Regions from separate parts of the Pan troglodytes genome. Here region 1 is linked to region 2. A link is a contact called in public HiChIP or PLAC-seq data. All regions are on one chromosome and are shown on one strand. The core of a region is the stretch at or near the end of the contact, and the rest is flanking DNA. Distances in the headings are between cores, read along the strand shown. Region 1 holds the start of LOC745092. Region 2 holds the start of SPRYD7 (SPRY domain containing 7).

What was found. HiChIP or PLAC-seq counts read pairs in DNA pulled down with a chosen protein or histone mark.
Region 1: an H3K4me3 HiChIP or PLAC-seq map of stem cell-derived excitatory neurons shows a contact between it and region 2, with 2.2 times the contacts expected there. The contact joins the promoter of LOC745092 here to the promoter of SPRYD7 in region 2. A contact is called at or near these places in 1 of 7 Hi-C or Micro-C datasets (stem cell-derived neural progenitor cells) and 1 of 1 datasets of contacts at active chromatin or transcription factors (stem cell-derived excitatory neurons).

What each region holds. Positions count from the first base shown.
Region 1 is chr14:55,673,257-55,677,310 of NHGRI_mPanTro3-v2.0_pri, forward strand. LOC745092 reads right to left here and starts at 2,370. Exons shown (of 11, transcript XM_063792558.1): 1 at 2,144-2,370. It overlaps LOC134808198 (a long non-coding RNA gene), which reads left to right and starts at 2,748. Exons shown (of 3, transcript XR_010150736.1): 1 at 2,748-2,882; 2 at 3,466-3,518.
Region 2 is chr14:55,528,134-55,532,411 of NHGRI_mPanTro3-v2.0_pri, forward strand. SPRYD7 (SPRY domain containing 7) reads right to left here and starts at 1,842. Exons shown (of 5, transcript XM_522757.6): 1 at 1,451-1,842. The coding sequence starts at 1,556.

The sequences.
Region 1 (4,054 bases), core at 1,120-3,619, 150 kb after region 2:
GTTTTAGTTCACTGCAGTTACTGAATTAGCAAAATGTATATTTTCACTAGATGCGAAAAGTTTTTTAAATAAGATGTTCAATTTTTATGGAAAATGTTAAAAAGATCATTCGTGAACCTTAAGAAAATTAAAGTTTCTTTGCATCAAAATAAAAGAAACAACTGTCCGGTAATCTGCATCCAACAAATATATGTAGTTTAAGGTGAAAAATTCCTATCAAAGGAAAAAAACTAAATTTTTCACTCAGTTTTTAACCAATAAAGAACAGTGACAAATATATAAAAGTCTTGTAATTTCAACCAGCAGAAACATAATTTTGCGAAAACAGCCTCTTCAGTTTTACTTTTAATATACATTTGAGAACCACACGAAAATCCTTTCTGAGAGGAAAAAAAACTATTAAAAACCAACTTTTTTTCTAAACTCTCGTCCTAACGTTTCGTAGCTATTTCCGTGGTTCTCTGGCTAAAAGTATAATTTTTCGTAAAGTCGAGAATTATAGTTTAGCGTTCAACATTCAAACCCCCCAGGCCCGCTTCCTTCCAGCCAATCAGGGGGTAACAAGTCCAGAGTTTAGGGAGCTCCGTTAGACACAATTTGAAAAACATCACATTGCACTCTTCTATTCTCCTCCGGGAAACATTCTAAGCGAGGGCGGGTCCCCTAGTCTTCATAGAATATAAGAAATAAATCAATCGTTATATCAATTCCACGGGGAAAAACTCTGTAGGCAGGCAGTCCTAAAGAAGCGTGTCACTGCGGTTCCCAGGAAGCGTTATTCCTCTTTGCGAACAATTGAACAGAATAGCTGCTGCAAAAATCATCTCCGGAATATTTGCAACCCAGAGCCGTGCGCCCCACACGCAATACACCGGCAAAGGGTTAATCTAGTGGTGCCTCCAGCGCGGAAAAGAACTCAAGATCTAATACATCCTTAACGCGGGATTTTTACAAAGGCCATAAAAGTATTACCTAAAGTTAATGCCGTCACTGGCTCACATCACTCAAGAGCTGTGGAGTAAGAATTGATAGAAACCACCAGCTAAGGGGGGAAAAAAATCACCGAAGGGAAAGACAAATAACAACTCTCGTCCCTCCTCCTCAGCGTCAAGAAAAGGTGGGGATCGCAAAATTACCGTTAAGTTGTCCGGGTAAAGACTTTTGGGGGAGGAAAACATTAACAGTTTCACAGATTGCTTTTTTCCTTGCGACATGTTTCAAACACCGGGGAAGAAAAAAGTCTTCTAAGAAAGTGCGACTCGGAGGAAATAGCCACGAGAAGGAAATCGTTAGCTCGAAGCCCCATCTTTCATCTCACCCGTGAACACTCCTCCCCTTTGAGAAAGGACAACGCTGCGAGAGCAAATGACAAAAATCCCCAGAAAGAAGCTAAAGTCCAGCATCTTTCCTAAGAGCCCGCTACAACCTCAAAAGCCTGCCCCTGCCCCTGCCCCATCTTGGAAGCGCGAGCCGCGGCCAGTCCTACCTACCTAGAGACCTCACGGGGACCCAGCGCGCCGGGGGAGGGCAGCCAGGGCTTGGGAAACTCTCATTCCTGGGGCACCTCACGCTTCAGCGTCAAAAGACAATATAGATAGATGGGTGCCGGGCGGTGGCGGGGGGGACTGTTGCCACGACCCACCGGAGGGACCCATGACTCCGGGTCCTGAATTTTCTGTCGACCTTAAGTTTCTTGTCACGAGATGACGGCCATCACCGGGTCGAGAAAACGGCGAGAAAAGGCGGCCCGGTTCGGAAATGGGGGAGGGGCGCGCGTCCAGTCCTCCTGTCAAGGAGCGGCCGCCTGCAGAGACCCCGCAGTGCGCCGTCCCCGGCTCCGGTCCCGGGCGGGGGGTCTTGCTGACAGATCCGCTGGGCGGCGGCTGCTCCGCCGCAGCCGGTCCGCGTCCCGCTCAAACTGCAGCTCCCCTCCCCCCACAGCCCCGTCTCTCCGCGCTCCCGCCACATTCCGCCCGCCGCCGCCCACTCGCAGACGCCCAAGTTGCCCCTAACCCTACTTCCTCGGATGTTTCGCGATTAAGTGAGAGTAGACCCCGCGCCCACTCCCTGCACCCCCCACTGCCTGCGGGTCCCACCACTGCCACCTCCCGAGTCCCGCTCTGCTACTTCTTCAGGCTCTTACCGACTGCGCCAGCCTTGGCGAAGCTCCGCCGACTGCCCTTTGCTCCAAGTAATTTTTGGCGATTTTTAAAGTAATTTTTCCGGCGGAGTCATAGTGGCGCTATACTCTCGGACAGGTTATCCTGTCTCTCCCGCTAGATTGATGAGATCAGGCATCACTCGAAAATGGCGCCGAAAGCGCTGAGGCTCCTCATTCAAATTCGTTAGAGCCAACCCCGCCGCCCCGGGGAATGCCGGGAACGCGGGCTGCCTCCACAGCTGTCAATACCGCCTCTTAACCCCCCTTCTCTTGCTTTCCCGACATTTTTACGCATGCGCAAACTCCAACCCTTCCCCCCCCCTCCTCCCGCCAGGCACATGCGCAGAATCATCGTGGTGCACGGCTCTCCCTTTGCTTCTTCGGTTGCAGTCCTCTTGCTTCTTGCGCGTGCGTGTAGCGCTTTTGCAAAGCCGCGGAGGTGAAGTGAACTTAGAGGCTGTGGGGCCGAGGGGTCCTCTTATAGCTACCAGCCCACAGGCATTTAGTCTACGTTGGAGGTAAACAAATACGGGTCCAGCTTAGGAGAAAAGAAAAACGTCTTACAGCCAGTGTCTAAACTCCAAACAACGGAATGTATCAATGAGACCTTGTATATGGATACACGTGCATTTAAAACCGCCCTGCCGGCTTGTAGAGCTCTTGCCGTTCTCCAGCGCTTTACAGGGGTTATCGCACTTCAGCCTCGGAACAACTTTACCAGGTAGGAACTATTACTGTTCTCGTTTTGAAGACCAGGAAACCTAGGCTCAGAGACGTTAAGTAATTTGCCCAAGACAGCACAGGTGGCACAGAAGTGGATGAATCCACATCTGTCAGATTCAGCAGCCCTGGAGTTCTCTACCACGCTGTACGATTCAACCTGAGCCCACACAGGAGGCGTGGTCTCCTTCTTCAACGGTGTGTGTGTGTGTGCGCGCGCGCCTGCCTAGAGTTAATGATTAAGTTTGCTGAAGCCCTTCTTCCCGGTCCTAAGCTGCCTGTTGCGAAGACGCTTTCATTGAATTCAGTTTCTCTTACCGTCTTAACTTGTTCATAAACTTTTTGAGATAGGAATGGGCAGTTTTTCTGTGTCGCTTAGGATGATTTTCTTTTTAATGGCGTGATAAGTGAACTGAATCCAGCAAAGACGAGTTTCTGTTGTGCAACACGTTGGTAAACTGACAGCTACCACGTATTGACTGTGTACTGTGTGCTGGGCACTGTGCTAAATAAATGATTTACGAATTAATCGTGTTTATTGCTCACAACAGCCTTATGAAGTAGGTATTATCTTCACTTTACAGATGAGGACACCTGAGGCTCAGATTAAGAAATCTGCCCCAAAGTCTTAGAACTGGTAAGTAGAAGCACCATATCTAGGCAAACCTGTCTACCTTCAAAAAAAATGGGCACTCTGATAGGACAATTAACGATAATAAAGTTGTAATTTTTTTTTTTTTGAGACGGAGTCTCGCTCTGTCGCCAGGCGCGATCTAGGCTCACTGCAGCCTCCACCTCCCGGGTTCAAGCAATTCTCCTGCCTCAGACTCCCGAGTAGCTGGGACTACAGGCAAGCGCCACCACGCCCAGCTAATTTTTGTACTTTTAATAGAGACGGGGTTTCACCATGTTGGCCAGAAGGGTCTCGATCTCTTGACCTCGCGATCCGCCCGCCTCGGCCTCCCAAAATGTTGGGATTACAGGCGTGAGCCACCGCGCGGAGCCCTATAAAGTTGTAAATATTTTAAAACCTTCATTGTGAATGTTAAATAAGAGAGTAGATATGAAAGTGCCTGAAGTACTAATAAGGAAGTGGGAGAAGGGTAGCATGGTTTGCATTATTTAAGTGTCTTGGAAAAGAAATGGATTTTAGCAATTTGAGATCAGCAAGAA
Region 2 (4,278 bases), core at 592-3,091:
AATAAAACACAGTGGAATGAGTATATCTGACCAGCTCTTCCTAGAGGAAACAGATGACAGAGAAAAGGAATGCTCCAAAGAGGAGACTGCAGTAATTCAAGAGTCTAACAGTAAAGATAGGAAGAAGTGCTGCAGTTGATCATGAGTTCCAGGAACTATGTATGGTTGTCCTTCACTATATTCTCAGCACTTATAACAATGCCTGCCACCTGATAATTGCTTAATAAATATCACTTCAGTAAATGAGTAACTGAAATGGAAATATTTTCTGAGGAAAACTATAGGATTTGAACTCCATCGTCTATAAATAATGATGGATAAAAAATAATTTAAAGATCACTTATGTATTAAGGTTCTGTACTACATTTGGGAGATCTGAGAATTAAAAGTAAATACACACATACAAGGTGATTATATAGTTATCACATTTAGTATGTGTTATACAAAAATATAGTGGGCAGAGTGTTTCCAGAATTATAAGGAAACTGGGCGAGAGAGTTTTATCATAAATATTAAGAAGTGCCTTTTTATTTCAATGCACTGTCCTTTAAACAATCAGAAATGTGTAAAAAATCAAAAGTGCAGAAGTACAGTTAGAATAAAATAATCCACAAAAAGACAGTACTCTAACTGAAATAATTATATTGGGAAATCTCTCCTTCTAGAACCACATTCCAGAAGCATGAAACTACCTGGGAAAAGTCTAAGAAATAATAAGGTGGTGAAAGAGGCTATGATGGGAGAGGAAGAATGTTAGATAAATTATATGGATTTGGAATTAAAAGGATAAAGCAAGATGCAAAGGAGCAAAGTGCTATTTTATTTTTCAACAGTTAGACCTGTTGGGAAGAGGCCAGTCAGATGAAATTACAGTACCTCTCACAATGACTAAGGAGTCGGGCAATGGGAGGTTTTAGTTGAAATGGCAAGTTCTGACCTGAGGTGCGACTTCAGACTTCTGCAGTCTGCCTTGTTTCGACTTTAGGAGGTGAGAGGAAAATTACTTCCAATAATATAGGATTCAACCTATAAATGATGGGGCTCAAGAGACAGGACCGACAGTCAGGGCAGGAGGAGGAGCAAGACCAGACCTAGAAGCATTCTGAAAATGTGTAGGTTTTCACTGGGGCGCGCCAGAAGGGCACTCTCCGCCCCCTCGCCCGAGGACGTGTGACATCTCCGGAGGAAGCCTCCGAGATTCCTGTGAAAATGGGAGGTCCACACGCCCACTCGCGATGACAGACACAGAGAGGGCTGCGCAGCCTTGAACACAGAACCGGGCCCAGGTGGAGTCCGCCGGCTTCTGGAGAGATCTGCGAGACGAAATGGTGTCGGCGCAGCGTCGCCGGCGCGGCGGGGCAGCGTGGGGACCCTCTGACCCTGCAGGTCCCCCTGCCCGCCGCGCCCGGCCCCCGTGAGCCGTTGGGTCTGGGGAAGGGAGGGCCCTTACCCATGTGCTGCGTGTCCAGCTGCACGGCCGGCATCTCCTTCAGAGGGATGTGGCCAGTCCCGCCGTCTCTGCAGCACCGCAGGCAGCACAACACCGAGGTGGCCATCGCGCAGGGACCACCGACTCCGCCGCCGTCCCTAGACCGAGGCGACACTGCCCCCCGCCGCTCAGCTCCGTCTCCTGCCCCCGCCCGAGGTCCGGACTTGTCTATGTGGAGCTCGGAGGCCGGTACAGCGACACCCTAGGCCGGGAGGGCGCAATGCAGGCTGAGGTTAGGCTGGCCTGCGAGGAAGACGCGGAGAATCAAGGGGCCGGGGAGACACCGGACAGGGCGAGCGGCGGGGCTGGGCCGGGGAGACGGGTGGGGCTAGTGGCGCGCGGAGGCGTGGCAGGGGGCGTGGCGTTGCGGGCCTGCGGATGTGGGACGGCGTGCGCCTGCGCACCAGCTGGTTTTTTCCTCCTTGGGCGGTTTCGCGCACGCCCCCAGCGCTGACAGGTGAGTGGGGCTGTCTGTCCCTCAGTACTTCCAGGGGTTTTCCTACGCAGAATTTTTAAAACGCAGCACCCCTTAGTCCCGGCCTTGACATTATTTCTAGGGATGGATTGACAGAAGCGAATCAGTTTGGGGGAAGGGGAGCTAATGGAAATGACTTCCGAGTTTTCCCTCCGCGGGCCCAGGTTGAGCAGGCTTTGCCACTACGGAGAGCCCCAGTCTCCCTGCCGTGGCTGGTTTCCCTCACATGCTAAATAGACTCACGTGGGCCCCAGGAGTAATGCCTGTTAGTGACTGCACTGTGGATGTTCACCGGGGCTCACGCGGGCCCTAATGCATTTTCGGTGTAGAGACGCGCCCTACCTGGCCCATCGGGCTGCGTGGTCCGGGGCGCGTGGGAGGCCGCCCTGGGAGCAGAACGCTGGGGCGGGGTCGGGGGCTATTCTTGACCTGCCTCTTCCAAGCTCCCCCTGTCTGGTGCACTGAGGGTTCCGAGGAATGTGACGGGAACCCAGGAGGCTGCGGGAAGTCTGCTGGGTCCCGAGGGAAGCCTTCGGCTCCTACCGTCCGCTACTTTCTGCTTCCACACGGGAGGCTGTCACCTGTCATCTCCTTCCCCACTTAGATCATCCTTCCGTGGTAGATTTTACATCTTCAGGCCGGGTGCGGTGGCTCACGCCTGTAATCCCAGCACTTTGGGAGGCTGAGGTGGGCGGATCACCTGAGGTCAGGAGTTCAAGACCAGGATGGCCAACATGGTGAAACCCCGTCTCTACTAAAAATACAAAAATTAGCCGGGTGCGGTGGTGCACGCCTGTAATCCCAGCCACTCAGGAGGTTGTGGCACGAGAATCGCTTAAACCCGGGAGGCGGAGGTTACAGTGAGCCTAGATCGTGCCACTGCGCTCCAGCCTGGGCAACAGAGACTCTTGTCTCCAAAAAAAAAAAAAAAAAAAAAAAAAAAAGATACCGCTTGGCATCTGGAAATGTCTGGGACGACCTCTAGAATTAACCTAGCTCAAACCTCTGTTCCCAGATCAGTTTCATCCTGAAAGCTTCCCTAGGGATGGATCATCAAGTCCTGGGAAACTGGACATAAAATGCCCACTACTTAAATAATGATTTCCCATACGTAAGTTTTAGTGACCCGAGTTATAAATGTTTTTTAAGGAGGATTTCTATCTATGCAATGAGGGGAATTTTTCAGGTTCCTGGTTCTCTTTCTATAAATGGTGTTTTCATTACAATACTAAGGGAAAGTTTTGTACGTTGAAATTAAGTTACCATAGAATTTAATAACCAAGGTGATTATTAAACTGATTGAGGGTTGGTCTTTTCCCCCATTGCGTATGCAGTACTTTCTTGGTAATCATTTCACACAATAAATTTTCTTTTACGACAAACCTTCATCGTTATGCTGGGAATTAAGTGCTTTGATTTTTTTTTTTTTTTTTTTTTTTTTTTTACCCCAGGGAAGTGCTGGGGGCGGGGCAGGGGGTGAGAATTTTAACAGAATATTGGAGAGACAAAATTTTTCTACCGTTCATATATATATATCTAGTTGAATTATTTCAAGATTTCAAGGTCAGTATTGTCCCCATTTTATAGGTGAAGAAATAGGCCTAGAGGTACTAAACTTTACAACTTCAGGTGAGCAGGAGATAAACAGGTAGGATTCAAGGCTTACCAGTCTGATTCCTGTTAGAAGAAAAACTTCAGCTGAACTAAATTTAAAGGAGTTAAACTGAGCAGTGAATGACTGGGCAGCCCCCAGAATCACAGCAGATTCAGAGAGACTCCAGGGATGCCTCGTGGTCAGAACAAATTTTTAGACAAAAAGAGGGAAGTGACGTACAGAAATCAGCAGTGAGATACAGAAACAGCTGCATTGGTTACAGGGGGGCGTTTGCCTTATTTGAACACAGTTTGAACAATCAGCAGTGTATGACTGGTTGAAGTATGGCTGCTGGGATTGGCCAAGACTCAGCTATTGTTACAGGTGCGTACTCCTAAATTAGGTTTTCAAGCTTGTCTGCCTATTAACCTAGGTTACAGTTCGTACACAAGGACTCAAATACAGAAGTACAGAGTCCTTCTCAGGCCATATTTAGTTTGCTTTAACACTGCCTCTCAAATTCTTTCTCTTATAATTAATGCTATAATCCTCTTAAACATGCTCTCAGTTCAAAATGCAGATTTGCCCTTTTTTGTGTGTTTCATTTATCTCCACATTGGATATAAGCTGCCATAACGCATGTATAGACAATAAAATATAATAGAATTAGTTGTTATAAAGTAAAAATTTTGTTCAGAAATATTATTAAAAGAAGTACAT